Linked DNA regions of Mus musculus: region 2 is linked to region 1. Evidence: chromatin contacts called from public HiChIP or PLAC-seq data. All regions are on one chromosome and are shown on one strand. Each heading gives the region's core, a stretch centred on a gene start, on an enhancer-like site or on the middle of the called end of the contact. The rest is flanking DNA. Distances are from core to core; before and after follow the strand shown.

Region 1 (7,322 bases), core at 2,569-5,068:
TGGGATGAAAGACATGCACCACCACACCCAGCCCTTGACCTATTTTTTATTTGGAATTAATTCCAGACTTGACTCAAGTTCCATTTAATAGAAAGATTTAGCCAGTCATCAAAATTCCCCAAACGTCCACATTTTTTGTACATGTTCTATCGGTACTTTCTTTAGTCTCGATGTACACACATGTACACATGGCTGCTACTTTTGCTAACATAGACTTTGCCAGCCAGGAGTAGTGGCGCACACCTTTAATCCTAGCACCTGGGAGGCAGAGGCAGGTTGATCTCTGAATTTGAGGCCAGCCTGGTCTACAGAGTGAGTCCCAGGACAGCCAGGGCGACACAGAGAAATCCTGCCTGGAAAAACAAAAGGACAGACTTTGCCTCCGTGCCTTCTTTCTGCTGCGGCCTCCTGAGTGTTGGGGTCCGGGGTCTGCCACCACACCTGACTTAAATACCTCATTTTCACACTGTTTGAGCTCTGGTGAGTCAGCCTGGACCTGGGTTACCAGTCAGGGTCTGTGTGGGGCCGTGTGTGCTGAGACCCAGGCTGTATGCTCTGAGCAGCCCTCTGAGCACCTTGTCGGAAGGCACATACACAGTGCCCATTTGTCCTGGTACAGCTGTTACTAACTTCAGTCACTGGCCAAAGTGGACCAGGATGCTCTGTGCTGCCGCTCCACAGTTTTCTTATAACTATCAGTTCTTCCAGGAAGATGCCCCAAGGCAATATAAACATCCCATTTCCTGCCATACTTTCTTTCCCCAGTTTCAGCATCCACTGACGATCCTTGCCGGGAAAGATTTTCATTGCTGTGCTTGAAAACTAGTTTTGTTTATTTTTTAAAAATAACTTTTAGTACTTTGAAGAAATCAAACTCAAAAACAGAAGATCAAATAATATCTACAAGTAAAACATACCCAGGGCTGGCAGGGCTCAGGAAGAGAGCATGCTTGCTGCGGAGCTTGAGCTCAGCTGGATCGGAGGAAACCTACCCTTGGAAGGAGAGAACTGGCTCCCAGACTTTGTTCTCTGACCTCCACAGACACACTATGGTACAATATACATGACCTCTACATATACATTTCTATGCCCACAAATATACATACACATGCAAAATAGGTAACTGAAAAGCAAAAGAAAATTAAAATGACACCCCAAAGTCATTCTCAAAGATAAAAAAGCAAAGCTGGCCCTGATGCCACATGCCTCAACCCAGTACGGGGGGGGGGGGGGGGGAGGCAGATGGATCTTTGTGAGTTTGAGGCCAGCCTGGTCTACATATCTACACATCGAGTTCTAGGACAGCAGGGGCTACATAAAAAAGACCCTGTTCAAACAAAACAAAGCATAAAGAGATGAAAAAGCAAAACCAGCCACCTGGTGTGGGGGTGACAGTAGTTGTGACTTCATCTGAGAGCCAGGGAGATCCCAGAGGTGGGAAGGGCGACGTCCGTACACACCATGGCCATGTTAGCTATGATTTACATGCTAAAAGAATCTAATTTTAGAAGAAGCTAAAAAGTCATCCATGAGTGGTCCCAGCAGGAGTCAAATCCACAGAACACAAGGCCTTCTGGGGTCTAGTGTGTGTTTTCTCTCAAGACAGAGACCAGGGTGATGACCCTTAGCCTTAGGCTTGGTCCATGCCCATCTGTTTAAACATACCACCGGCCACAGACAACCCGTGCTGCTGACTGGTACCTCTGATATCCTGCAGCTTCATTAGTGAACCTCACTGGGAGCACAATCGTTAAGCCAGCTTACAATACAGTAGTAAGTAGGCCAAATCCCCAAAGCTCATCTGGCACGCTCACTTAGAAACAAAAGAAACAGGGCTGGAGCAATGGCGCAGTAGTAAAGAGCTCCAGCGCTCCTCAGAGGACCTGTGTTCCATTCCTATCATCCGCATCAGACAGCTCATAACTGACTGCTTACAATTCTGGGTTCAAGGGGCCTGCTACCCTCTTCTGGCCTCTGTGGGTACCTGCCAGTATATGTACATAACCCCTGACACCGCCCCCCCCCCTCTCTCACACACTCACACACACACACACACACACACACACACACACACACACACACACACACACGGTGGCATGGGAGGGAAAGATCATGTCCAGGTGAGCTCCGAGTACTAATAACTCATAAAGTAGCTGCAGCAGCAGAAGTCTGAGACCCAAGGACTGGGACTGCTGCTTGCTGGGCAGCTAAGTTTGGCTGCTTTAAATACCTTTCACTCCAAGGCATTTCTCTATCCACAAAAGAACATGTACACACACACACATTATACATGCCTATTTTCAGAACCTATCCTTTGGCTCACATTTCTTGACTACATAAACATTTCCAAAGAAGTCAGTCCAAGGATCTTGGAATCCAGTCTGATAGCAGCTCACTCTTTCTCCCTGAGTCTCCAAATCAGAAACCTAAAATCACTCAATCAACAACGCAGCTGACAGAGATGCTAATGATTTCAAGGACACCGGTGACTTTCAAGCTGCTAAGACAAGATGACAAAGGGAAGGCAATTATGGGACCCAAGTTCAGCGCTGTCTCCATGTGAATAAACACACATCTTAGAATCAGAAAGAGGAGTTGTTAGGTGTCCAGGCTAGAACACAGGAGATGAAGGTCTAACAGAGAGGCCTCAGGTCCCCTGGTTAGTGTGCACCATGGCCAGCAGGAGGGCCAACATGGCCAGCAGGAGGGCCACCATGCTCTCCCGAGTTAGTGCTTTTCCCAAATCACACATAGCCAAGACTCTCTCCACTCTCCATCTCGGTCTCATGGTGTGCTTTCAACACGTGACCTCCCACCTTTCTATCTTTCTTTTTTCTTGGCTTTATGGAAACGAAAATAAGAACAGATCCTTGGAAAATAAGAATATACTATTTTCTATACTAAATATAGAAACTCCAAAGCGCTTTGAGCATCAATGTCCAAACAGTCATGATGAACGTGGAAAATTATAGCTGCCTCGAGTTCCCTAATACTGCTGCAGCAATATGCTTTGCTCCCAGGAGCATGCTCTATGTCTTCTTTTAAACAAATATTTATTGGCTAGGGATGCTAGCGAGGGCAGTGGCAGGGAGGCCCCAGCTCACAAGCTGAAAGACTTGAAGATCGGAGTGTCATTCTCTAAGAAAAATTAAGCAGACCCCAGCGTTGTAAAACTCTTACATCTATCAAACTAAGCATAAGCCGGGTCTGAGAACAGCCGATGGTTCCGGAAAGACAACAACTCATTTTTATGCCCCGGGAAACATTAAGAAACAAAACAGGACAGGCCACACCACCCCAAAAAGAAACCATCACGCCAGGCCTTGGCGTACAGCATGCTCGGCAGAACAGGGCTGTGGGATTCTGTTCATGTGGGCTGACCTGACAACATGGAGGGGTGGGTGGGGCTTGGCCTACCAGTGAGGGCTAACCCTGAGCCAGATGCAGGAAAACAGAAGGATGCAGGCAACCGCGCTAACATGGCCTCCCAGGCCCGGATCACTCACGGGTGAGGAAATTGTGGTCCCGGAGGAACTTACCGGTAAAAGGCAGCTTTTGGTCCTACCCCGCGGGCTGTGATGGAGGCCTACTCATGGGAGCCCTGGACTCAAGAACCTGAAGAGCAGCCACAGGAAGCCGTGGCACGGGAAGGAACCTCCGAGGCAGCCTCAGAAGATGGGGCACAAGAAGCTGGAGCAGGAGACCACGGTGGTGGGGGGCCAGGTCAGCAGGGACAGTCGAGAGGAGGGACCTTCTCGGGGGCCCAACCGAGCCTGCCAGGCCTAGCGCACTCACCGTTAGGGCAGGCTGTGACCTCTCACGTGCTCCTCCCCACCCCGTCACGTGGCAACCCCCTACGCGCCCTCGGGTCGCGTGGCAACCCCTCCACGTGCGCGCGCCCGGATCACCCCGCGCCACTCAGCTTCTGAATTTCAGCCAGCCTTGGGTTTTCCAGATGCGGATGCGGAGGGCTTGCTTGTGGCCCAAGATCAAAGGGAAGGCAAGGAGATTTGAACTCGGGATGCGCAGTTTAACGTTCAGCGGTCTAACGACGGGACTTTTCCAAAGTCGAGGCGCCGCAGTTAGTGGTGCATAGCTCTACGCCTTTCGCTGTTGAATGTTGGCCACGAGCTGCTTTGAGAACCTGTTCTGGGCGTTCTTCTGTGTGAGTATGCAAGCGTGAAGGAGAGGCAGCTTAAGGGATGTCAACCCTGCGGATTGACAGCCAACACTGGTTGAGCCCTGGCCCAATAACTAACATTGAGAGAGGCCACTTATATGCGTCATTTTGATTTAGCCTCAGCCAGACCTGTCTTCCATGAAAATCTGTGCCCTACACACTTGAGGAACCAGTACTTAATTAGGCATTACTTGTAGCTAATTAATGATCTGTTGGCCCTGTTCTCCAGGCAAGAGGGCAGTAGAGCTGAATTTTGCCAGCCCGACTCTGGAATTTTAGCAAATTCTGTCTCTGGAGGGAGCCCTTCTTTGGTGACCAGGATGGTATGGGCAGGATCACAGCTGTCCTAGTATGCTGGAGGAGTCTTCCTCTTTTCTTTTAATGGTCTAGTCAATTCATCCGACTTCCAGTTGCAACAAGCATTTTTACTTTTAATTTCATTAATTGTTTTTGAGACAGGTAGTCACTGTGTACCACAGGCTGACCTCAAACTCCAATTAAAATATCTGATTCTCCTGCCTCAGCCTTATGAAGAGCTGGGTTTACTCAAGGAATCAGCCCGGTCCTCTCTGAACTCCTTACTGTTCTTTGGAAAGCGCAGGCCATCTTAAATGTTTGGGCGGGTTTCTATTAAAGAGCACCATTTGAAAGTTTAATAGAAAGGCACGGAGCCAAGCCCAACCAAATGAGAACACAAAGGATAACTCAGTGGATAAACTGTTTCCAGAAACGGAACCGCGCGTTAGCTGTCTGCAGCCCGCTAGAGGGTGCTGGTAACCTGACCAGTTTCCAGATAAGAAACAGGCTCTAGGGCCACCTGCTGGGCCCAGAGCTACTGTATAGGCTTCTGAGAGCCCAGCTTGACCCTGGGGCTGTTTCTACTGGCCCGTCTTTCCCCGTAAGGGATTCCATTCTGTTTAGGGACTCCCCGTGTTTTGTGTCTTTAGGACATTTGAATTCATCCAAGGGATTCTGGAAAGAGTGGAAACGGTAGTTTGTTAAGCCGGACTGCTTCATACCCTGGAGGCCTGCTGACTCTTTCTCCTCTTAGAATCTGCTTCCTTGGATTTTATTCCAGGGTAACCACATGTATGTGTGAGACTACTAAGTTATGAGTCAAAATTAATCCCTTTCTTTTTCTCCTCCCTCTCTCTGCCCAGGCTGATCTGGAACTCACTACATAGTCTTGAACTCACTGCAAGTCTCCTTCCCCAGCCTCCTTATTTATTTATTAGTCTTCATATACCCCAGAAGAGGGCGTCAGCGCTCATTACAGGTAGTTGTGAGGGCACCATGTGGTTGCTGGGATTTGAACTCAGGACCTTTGGAAAAGCAGTCAGTGCTCTTACTCCCTGAACCATCTCTCCAGCCCCTTCCCCAGCCTCCTAAATGCTGGGTTATGCAGGTTAGCTACCACCCATGACTGTGATTTGTTCTGTTAACACAGTAAAACAGGTAGCTTTAGGCCTTAAAGTTTAGGCTGAAGCAGGGACTGCCCAAACTGGCTGAGTACTCCGCAATTGTCCTCCCAGAACCTCCCTGATCTGTTCCCTCTGCTCTCTGTGCTGGAGGGAGGGGAGGGGTGCTTCCCTCCACATTGGATATCAAAGGTTTTCTCAGGGTCTAGGCTGTCCCTCTGAATGCCAGTGGAGCTCAATGGTAGAAATGGGGGGGGCGGCGCACAAACTCCTCTCACTGCCCTGGCACAACCCTTACCAGTGACAATCCCAGGTGCCCAGTGGCTCTCACAGAAATTTCAGTGAGGCACCTGAAAAAGGGGTAGGGGCTGACTTGACTGCCCAGCTGTCACGCTTGACTCCATTCCATAAAATAATAGATGCTTTCAATAAGCATCTTAGTCTAACCCCCTGAGCCCAGTGGTAGCCAGGCTCCATGCTGGCAGTAATTTCACATGACCCATTTTGGATTTGTGGTGTCTGCATAAAAACATTTCACTCTGATGTGAAAGGGTTTTGGCTCCAAGCAGCTCTCCTCCTCACACCACCAGAGGCTCCTTAGGGTCAGGCCTAGCAGGCCCGAGGCACGTTTACTCCTCACCCCTATTATAATTTTTTTTAAAAGATTTATTTATTTATTCTATGTATATGAGTACAATGTAACTGAACAGATCGTTGTGAGCCTTCATGTGGTTGTTGGGAATTGAATTTTTAGGACCTCTGCTCACTCAGGTCAACCCCACTTGCTCTGGTTGGCTCTGCTTGCTTAGAGCCCAAAGATTTATTTATTTACTTTTGTTTTGTTTTTCGAGACAGAGTTTCTCTGTGTAGCCCTGGCTGTCCTGGAATTCACTCTGTAGACCAGGCTGGCCTCGAATTCAGAAATCCTCCTGTCTCTGCCTCCCAAGTGCTGGGATTAAAGGCGTGTGCCACCACTGTCCGGCGCTTTATTTATTATTATACATAAATACAATGTATCTGTCTTCACACACGCCAGAAGATAGCATCAGATCTCATTATGGGTGGTTGTGAGCCACCATGTGGTTGCTGGGATTTGAACTCAGGACCTTCAGAAGAGCAGTCAGTGCTCTTACCCACTGAGCCATCTCGCCAGCCCATCCCTGCTATAATTAAAAACTTGCCCAGCATGCATGTTCCAATGGTGTCCAGGGCCTCTGGGGCCACCAGAGGTCAGAGCTGTATCATAAGCAGCAGAACTAAACCTGAAGAGCTGCTTTTTGTTGTTGTTGTTAGATTTATTTATTATATGTATGTGAATACACTGTCATCTTCAGACACACCAGAAGTGAGCATTGGATCCCATTACAGATGGTTGTGAGCCACTGTGTGGTTTCTGGAAATTGAACTCAGGACCTCTAGAAGAGCACTCAGAGCTCTTAACCGCTGAGCTATTTCTCCAGCCCACTGAAGAGCCTTTTGACCCTACCATTTCAGCTTTGGTGATTCTGACCATACTAAGGACACAGATCCACAGACAGACAGACAGACAGACACACACACACACACACACACACACACACACACATACACACTATACCAAATAGATTTTAAGGCAGAAATATTTATTTGACTTAAGAACCAGCCTTGGCTTTGGTCCTGAAGACTCAATATAATTGCTTTAATATTCAGTAAGAATCAGAAAAACAAACAGTTCCCCTAAGTAA
Region 2 (7,322 bases), core at 2,064-4,563, 730 kb after region 1:
GGTTAAAGGTATAGTCTAAATTGTAAGTCTGTGTATTCATGTACAATGTATGCAGCCAGCTAAATGCAGTATTAGCTCCTTCATATGTGAATACAGAGACTGTCAAAGTTTGTTACTGTTGGGCATTTATTCAGTAGGCGGGTGGGTTTGAGGACCCTTCTGTATAAATGTAGAAGCCATATGTGAGAAGGGAACCTCCAAAGACCACAGCAAATCCACTGTGCACAGGAGCCTACAGCTCTGCTATAAACACGTTTCTAGTCTATCTGATTCCTGAATGTTCAGCAGATGCTGTCTTTGACTCTGGGTGGCCCAGGCTTTGCTCGGCTGACACATGTGTGGCTGGAGCAGTCAGTAGTAGAGGCGGATGCTTCTCTAAACTGCCTGTGCTCATTCTCTTTTGAATAAACATTACTGCCTCATCAAAAAGTACCTGACATGTTCTTAATAAGGGGACTGTCATTTTCACTTTGAAAGGCTTGAGCTGCTATTTTTTTTTAAATGTATGCTGTGTGGTCTTCATAGAATTTGAAATACTTTTTTCAAACCACTGCTCTTGGTAACTGCAAATTTTACATCTCAGAAGGAAATTTTTACTGAACTTGCTAACTGTGTGACTTCTTTGCTACTCTGTGGACATTATAAAAATAGTAAGTCTTACTGCGTGTAGAGAGGCATTCATATTCAGCTTCACTTTTGGCTGTTAGTGTTGTGTCCGCCCCAGAGCTTTGCCCAGAGACCTCCCTTGAGGTTTCTCTGTGGCCTCCCTGGCTCCTCATCCTCTCGGGCACGGTTTGTTTTGCCCCTGGGTTGCTAGGACATCCCTCTATCATGCGCAGCTGGGATGGATGTTGGTGGTGAGTTCTCTTCCGGGCAGAGCAGCTGTGGGCTCACATGGTGCTCAGAGGTTCTAGTATAAGCAGCAGCCACAGTGGAAGCAGCCCACGTGGAGAGTGGTGGCGAGTGACCCCCAAGAGAATAGTCAAGCCTTCACAGAACATCAGCCTGATGGCCACGAGGGCCTGTTCTGCAGACAGCACATGGGCCCATGTGGGTGCTCTGCACCTGAACTGATGCCCCTAGTTGGAGACAGATTGATCAGAGCAGCCTCCTCAGCCAGAAGGTTTTTGGTATCTGTTGAATTCTGCAAGGAAATCAGCATGTGGAGTTTGTAATGGTCACAGCTTTGCTAGCATACACAAGGTACAGTGTTTCAGAAGCCATGCTAGGAGTAAAATATGCCCATTCATTCAATTTACTGTCTAACAATCTTTGAGCCACAGGTTATTCTAGAACCCAGATAACCAAACCCAAGATGCACGCAAAATCATGTATTTTTAAAGAATTGTGTCTGCTTAGATACAACATGGCTCTGGAACTCCCAGCCCACAGCCGCATCCAGCATGTGTCCGTCTCTGTGCTTCTTAGCTGCTTTGTTCGGAACCACCATCTTTCGTGTGTGCTTATTGTAAATCAGTCCAGCAGCCATTGTAATTTATCCTTTTTTAATGCTATGGAAATAATCAGTTCATTTCATCTTAGTTTTAAGTCTTTTCTTTTTTCCTTTTTTACTGCTGTCATTTCTTGTGCTTGTTTTTCCCCAGTGAGGGTTGTCGGCGAGAAAACACAATGAAGAATGTTGGAAGTCGCAAATATGCATTTAACTCCCTGCAGCTGAAGGCCTTCCCCAAGCATTACAGGCCTCCAGAAGGGACTTACGGAAAAGTTGAGACATGAACACACGGTTTCCTCTAATTAGCTGTTACGTAATCAATGTGGGTCCCTGTAGTGTCACATAAGATTCTTCAAGAAGACCTGAAGGATTGGCTTTTATTTTTGTGTTTTTAAAGACACGTCACTGAAGAGTGTATGGAGCATGATTTTGTGCTGGAATCTGTAGGGTCACATGTGGGTCAATAGCGTGGATAGTAATGGCTGCTCTCAACACCAGCTTTCAGCTGTCACTGTACCGTTAATGTCATAGTTCCTAGATGCCAGCTAGGTCTGCTAAAACTCCAGCAGACTTTTCAAATATCCACTTAGCCCTGCTCACCCCGTTTATTTTTCTATTCAGTAACTCACAGGTGAGCATTGACTTAAACTCTGCTTTAAAAAGGACTGAATATAAAACAGGAAGTACCTACCCCCTTACACTTCAGGTCCTTGGTAGAACAGTAGATGTTAACTCAGCTTGGGGGAAAAGAACCTCCAAGCTATGAGAGAGGCTGGTTCTAGTGGCCCTCAAAGGCCGCCAGGTTCTGTGAAACCCAAAGTAGAAAGAAAGCTTGGTTGGTCATATCAGGAGCTCACACACCTGGGGCCACACTGTTCCTGCCCCTTACAAGTCATAGATGAGTGTTTGCTTGAGATGTAAAGCCAGCTGTGAGGTCCCTGGACGCTGCTTCCCACCCCACCTCCACCCCTGTATGCTCCATGTATATTTAGCTCTACCCCACAGGGTGTATCTCCCTTTGTTCTCTGGCAATCAGGACCTTCAATGTGGCTTGTCATGGGTCTGGGAGACAACTCTCCAGATGGAGATTTAGAGCCGGAGAGACAGTCGAAACTTAGATATTTTCAGAATAAATGTGCTTCTGGGAACTTTCTAATAATCTTCCAGAGGCTGTATATTATGTTTGAATGTCTAGAGAAAGGGTCTTAGTTTCTGGTTTGCAATGATGGTTAAGTCTCCCTTCTGTTTCACAGCTATTGAGAAACAGTTAAACCTGTCCCCTACCTTGAGAGTCTAAGAGGAGATTATGGGACAGGAAATGAGGGATTTCATACACTTTAGTCTGTTCATCTTTTACAAGGTGATGATGAGTCTTATCTGCACGTGGCAGATTCTTTTCCTTAGAGATTTATGTTTTATAGGTTCTGTTCATCGTAATTCTGTTTATATGTTATTTAAAAGGCTGTAAAAAAGAAGTGTATCTGGACTGTATTCATGACACTGATACTAATGGTCTGTGACCACCATGGGATTCTTAGAGAAGTCTAGCTAGTTTTTTCTTGTTTTGTTTTTTTGTTTTTTTTGTTTTTGTTTTGTTTTGGTTTTTTGTTTTTTGTTTTTTTTTTTTTTTTTTTTTTTTTTTTTGGCTCCTTTTAGAAACAGGTAACAGCTTGGATCTGGGACATTTGAGGCTTAAGCAGGACCAGTCTTGGCAAGAGTCAGGGAGGGTGCAGGCATCCCTCTCCATAAGTGCAGACAGCCTCCTGTCTCCCCTGCCTGCTGGGAGGAAGATGTGCTCTGCTAAGGGGTGGTGTGGCTCACTGCCCCACCCTCTAGGCAGGGCTGTGGAAGGTGAGAGCCAGGAAGCTCTCTTCCCCTAACCCTCCTCCCAGGCCTGCTCTGCTGGTATCAGATTGGCCTGAAGCCCCAGGCCTGATCAAAGATGGCTGAGTCTCAGTGTGGCTGGTTGAGCCTTTTAACTCTTGGTTGGTTCATTTACTCTTAGTCTTTTGTTTTTTGTTTGTTTGGTTTTGCTCATTTTGACATCACTGCCTTTTAGAAATATTTCTTCAGGTTTTAGAATTAAATGTTTCCCACGTTCTCCAGCTTTCCTTTCTGTCCAAAGGGCATTTGACCTGTCCACACTTACAAAGGGAACGGGCGGGGCTGACGCATCCGTAGGCTTCTGGATGGGAACTCTTTTCGCCGTTTCTGTTTTATAATATGAATCACTGTAAAACTCTAAGACTTGGCTAATCACAGAAAAGATTGTGGCTTCAGTGTTTTCTCTGAAGGCTTTGTGACTGGTTTCCAGAGCCTCACACATGCCTGGAAGGGTCATCTCGCACAGCGTGGGCTCAGCAAGCTCCTGGGCTGCGCACAGGGGCCAAGCTGTTCCCTGCAGGAGGAAAAGAGTTTTCCAGACGGCCCGTCCTGCTTCTATCCCCATTTAAAGGAACGTGCAGTCTCCGGTCAGCTGGGAATGCCGTGCGGATCCTGTCAGAGCTCCTGCAGCTCAGCTGCCTTTACTGTCCTTTAAAGATGTAAAGATGTTGTACAGAACTGTTTCCTCTCCCGACACTTGGATTTGCCCAGCTTAGTGCATTTAAATACTTTTATTTATTTATTTGTTTGGGACAGTATTAATATATATGAACATATAGTCACTGTTTTATATATTCTTAGCTTATTCAAAGCCATGTATGCTGTAAATGTGCTTGTCTTTAGAATGATAAATAATAAAACTGACAAGAACATTAAACTGAGTCTCACTTGATTCAGTCTCCTACACTGCAAGGATGTCCTCCAGCCAGCGCCAGACTGGTAGTCATGCCTGGGCTTGGGGGCCAGGGCTCAGAAGCCTGCAAGTGGGGGTCAGGAGAGATTACAGTCTTTTTAAACATGTTTTTAGCAAGTTTGAATTAAGGTGTATGGTTAAGAATGGGGACATCATCAACTGGGGGACAGAGGTGGGAGTACAGGAGTCAGCTCCCAGTGGCTGGCTCATTCTAAACTTGCTCTTAAGGATCCCAAGAGGGAGAAATAGCTTCTTATAGGTGCCTGAAGCTATCTTTATACATTTTTAATGCTATTTATTTATTGTGGTATATGATAATATTTATGCATTTTAATACTATTTATCTATTTGTATGCGGGTGTGGGATATGTAGTGTGTGAGTGTGCATGTATGTGTATGTATGGAGTATGTGAGGTGGTTTATGTATATGAGTGTATGCATATGTGTGTGTGTGTGTGTGTGTGTGTGTGTGTGTGTGTGTGTATGAGTGTGTGTGTTTCTGGTGTCCCCATACACTCATGTCAGAGTTAGAGGTCAGCTCCTAAGAGTCAGTTCTCTTCTCCTCCCACGGGGAGTCTTGGTGAGCTCAGATGGTCAGGTGTGTCAGCAACTGGCGTTCCCATCGAGCCACCTGTCAGTTGTCACTTAAATACACCCTCTCCTTAAAGGCCCGTGTGACCCGGTATGTTAAGATCAGGAAGGAAGATAGTCAAGTATGCTACGTTTTCTAAGGGGAAATGGAAAGCTTGGGAGTTCATTCCCACGGGCGCTGAGCAGATGAGAGATAGATACGGAAGCTTCTGTTTATGGACACTACACTGCCCGGGGCATCCTTGGATGCAAATGGACCTGACCAGGACGGCCACCCATGGGGGTCAGCAGCAGCACAGTCAGCCCTGGTCAGTCATGCTGTCCTTTCAGGGCCTAATGGCTGACTCTGGGTAGGAGAGCACACTTATGCACGCTCTGGATTGCAAGGGCCCCTCTTCTTCCATGGCCTAGGAAGGCTTTTCTAACAGTAACCATATTGCTGTCACCACTCAAGTGAGGATACTGGTCCCTGAGGAGTAGCATAAGAATACTGATGTCCTCATTCCCCAAACCTCACCTGTGCACGCATACTCTGAATCTCATATGGGCCTAACAGCAGTCTTTGTGATAATTACCTGGAGCCTAGAAGACCGGTGTCTGTCGCCAGTCTGTGACTCCTCTGTATTACTTTAGACAATAAATAAATAAATAAATAAATAAATAAATAAATAAAAGTGCTGAAGAGCTGAGCTGGAGAGCACTTAGCTCCTTTTTTTTTTTTTTTTTTTTTTTTTTTGGTTTTTCGAGACAGGGTTTCTCTGTGTAGCCCTGGCTGTCCTGGAACTCACTCTGTAGACCAGGCTGGCCTCGAACTCAGAAATCTGCCTGCCTCTGCCTCACGAGTGCTGGGATTAAAGGCGTGCGCCATCACCGCCTGGCCTGCTGCTGATTTTTATGATGTTTCTTAGGCCCCCCTCTAACTTTCTTCTTCCTTAGGATGACCATCCTATAGAATAAGACTACATGCTAATGTCTCCTACATTTCTAGGTTGTCCCAGACTTGAGTCTAGATTCCTCTGGACATCCAGCTAGACCCTGGTGTTCTACGTACATACCTCATACACAGCATGCTGACAGGCTTCTGGGCATACTTCCTTTCGCTAGTCTGAAGAATGACCCTGATTTCTATCCTGGCTTATCCACCCTACCCCTGCTCCCCCCCCCCACCGCCCCCTCCCCCGTGATCGGGTTCACTCTCTGAGCCTTTGACTCCCTCCACCAACAGTAAACCAAGGGAAACCATGTGTGGGACTGTGATAGGCAGCCTATTTTGGTGGAATGGGGCCTGTTCTGGTGATCTGGTAGAAAACTCTACAAGGGGCAGAAAGGCGAGCCGAGTTCCCAGAATGAGGTGCCTGAAACCACAGAGCCCCCAACTCCATAATTCTGTGACTATCAGCCTTGCAGACAATGTCCCAAGCCTCTGGTATTCTGGCTAGACTCCACCCCCACAGTTACCTGGCAACAGCAAGATAGCTCAGCCTACTATAAGAGGAGCTGCTTGGCCCCTCCTCACTCTCTTTAAGCCCTCACCTTTCTTCCTCTCTAGCCCTCCTTCTCTCCCTCCCTTCCTCCCTCTCTCCATGTGGCCATGGGCAGCCTCTCTCTCTCTACCTTCTCTCCTTTCTCCCTGCCTTTCTACAATAAAGCTCTAAAACCATAGACTGTCTCTGATTATCAAGGCCCACTGTGCTTGAACGATGGGATAGGCTTTCCTCTAACGAGCTGCCTCTAACCTCCCGCAAGAAGGCCATCCTGTGCTCCAGCCATGGACCTGACCAAGGACTCTCGCCTGCGTGGGAACCATCCAGTGCCCCCTCTCCCACTACCCTCTCCTCCCTTCAGCCCTGGGGCTAATGAGCCGTGTGTGTGTGTGTGTGTGTGTGTGTGTGTGTGTTGAGGGGGCCATTTTGTTCTCAGCTCCTCTGCCATATCCAGCTTGGGATGGCCTGGAACTTGATACCTGGGGCTGCCCCTTGTCCACCACCTGCTGAGTGGGGTCAGTGGCTTCACACAGCCAGACACCCACCCAGGGCCATTTAGAAAACGTCCACCCGCCCAGAGCACTGGAGCTATGGCGGGACTCGGGTTTTCTCCCACTCCTTCTTTCCCCAACACCCTCGGCCCTGCAACCATGCACTGCCAGCACCCCCACACGCACACAGTAAAGTAGGCTACTCTTTGGTCCATATTTTGGCTAACTAAATAAATAGTATCTTTCTTTTCACTACCTGTATAAACCCAACATTAAACCAAGAATGTCTATTGAAAGGATCCCTATTAGTCAATTCAATCTGATTTAGCTTTCTTCTTAAAAAAAAACAAAAACAAACAAAAAACCCTGTAATTTTGTTTTGTTGTTTTGTTTTTTCTTTCTTTCTTTCTTTCTTTTTTTTTTTTTTTTTTTTTTTTTTGGCTTTTCGAGACAGGGTTTCTCTGTGTAGCCCTGGCTGTCCTGGAACTCACTTTGTAGACCAGGCT

What was found. HiChIP or PLAC-seq counts read pairs in DNA pulled down with a chosen protein or histone mark.
Region 2: a contact with region 1 is called in an H3K27ac HiChIP or PLAC-seq map of embryonic stem cells, with 3 times the contacts expected there. The contact joins the enhancer-like site here to the promoter of Fam178b in region 1. A contact is called at or near these places in 7 of 39 promoter capture datasets (the 3T3-L1 cell line, the C10 cell line, embryonic stem cells and 3 more) and 5 of 115 datasets of contacts at active chromatin or transcription factors (astrocytes, embryonic forebrain, embryonic stem cells and 1 more).

What each region holds. Positions count from the first base shown.
Region 1 is chr1:36,679,329-36,686,650 of GRCm38.p6, forward strand. It overlaps Fam178b (family with sequence similarity 178, member B), which reads right to left and starts at 3,819. Exons shown (of 16, transcript NM_001372417.1): 1 at 3,540-3,819.
Region 2 is chr1:37,406,523-37,413,844 of GRCm38.p6, forward strand. Inpp4a (inositol polyphosphate-4-phosphatase, type I) reads left to right here. Exons shown (of 26, transcript NM_030266.4): 26 at 1,605-4,218. The coding sequence ends at 1,737. Among named protein-coding and RNA genes, the nearest start is that of Coa5, 20 kb to the right of the region's middle. Within about 2 kb of position 3,314, at least 12 of the 459 cell types and tissues checked have an H3K27ac peak or open chromatin away from gene starts, as enhancers often do. A contact at or near this core is called in embryonic stem cells, where this site is marked.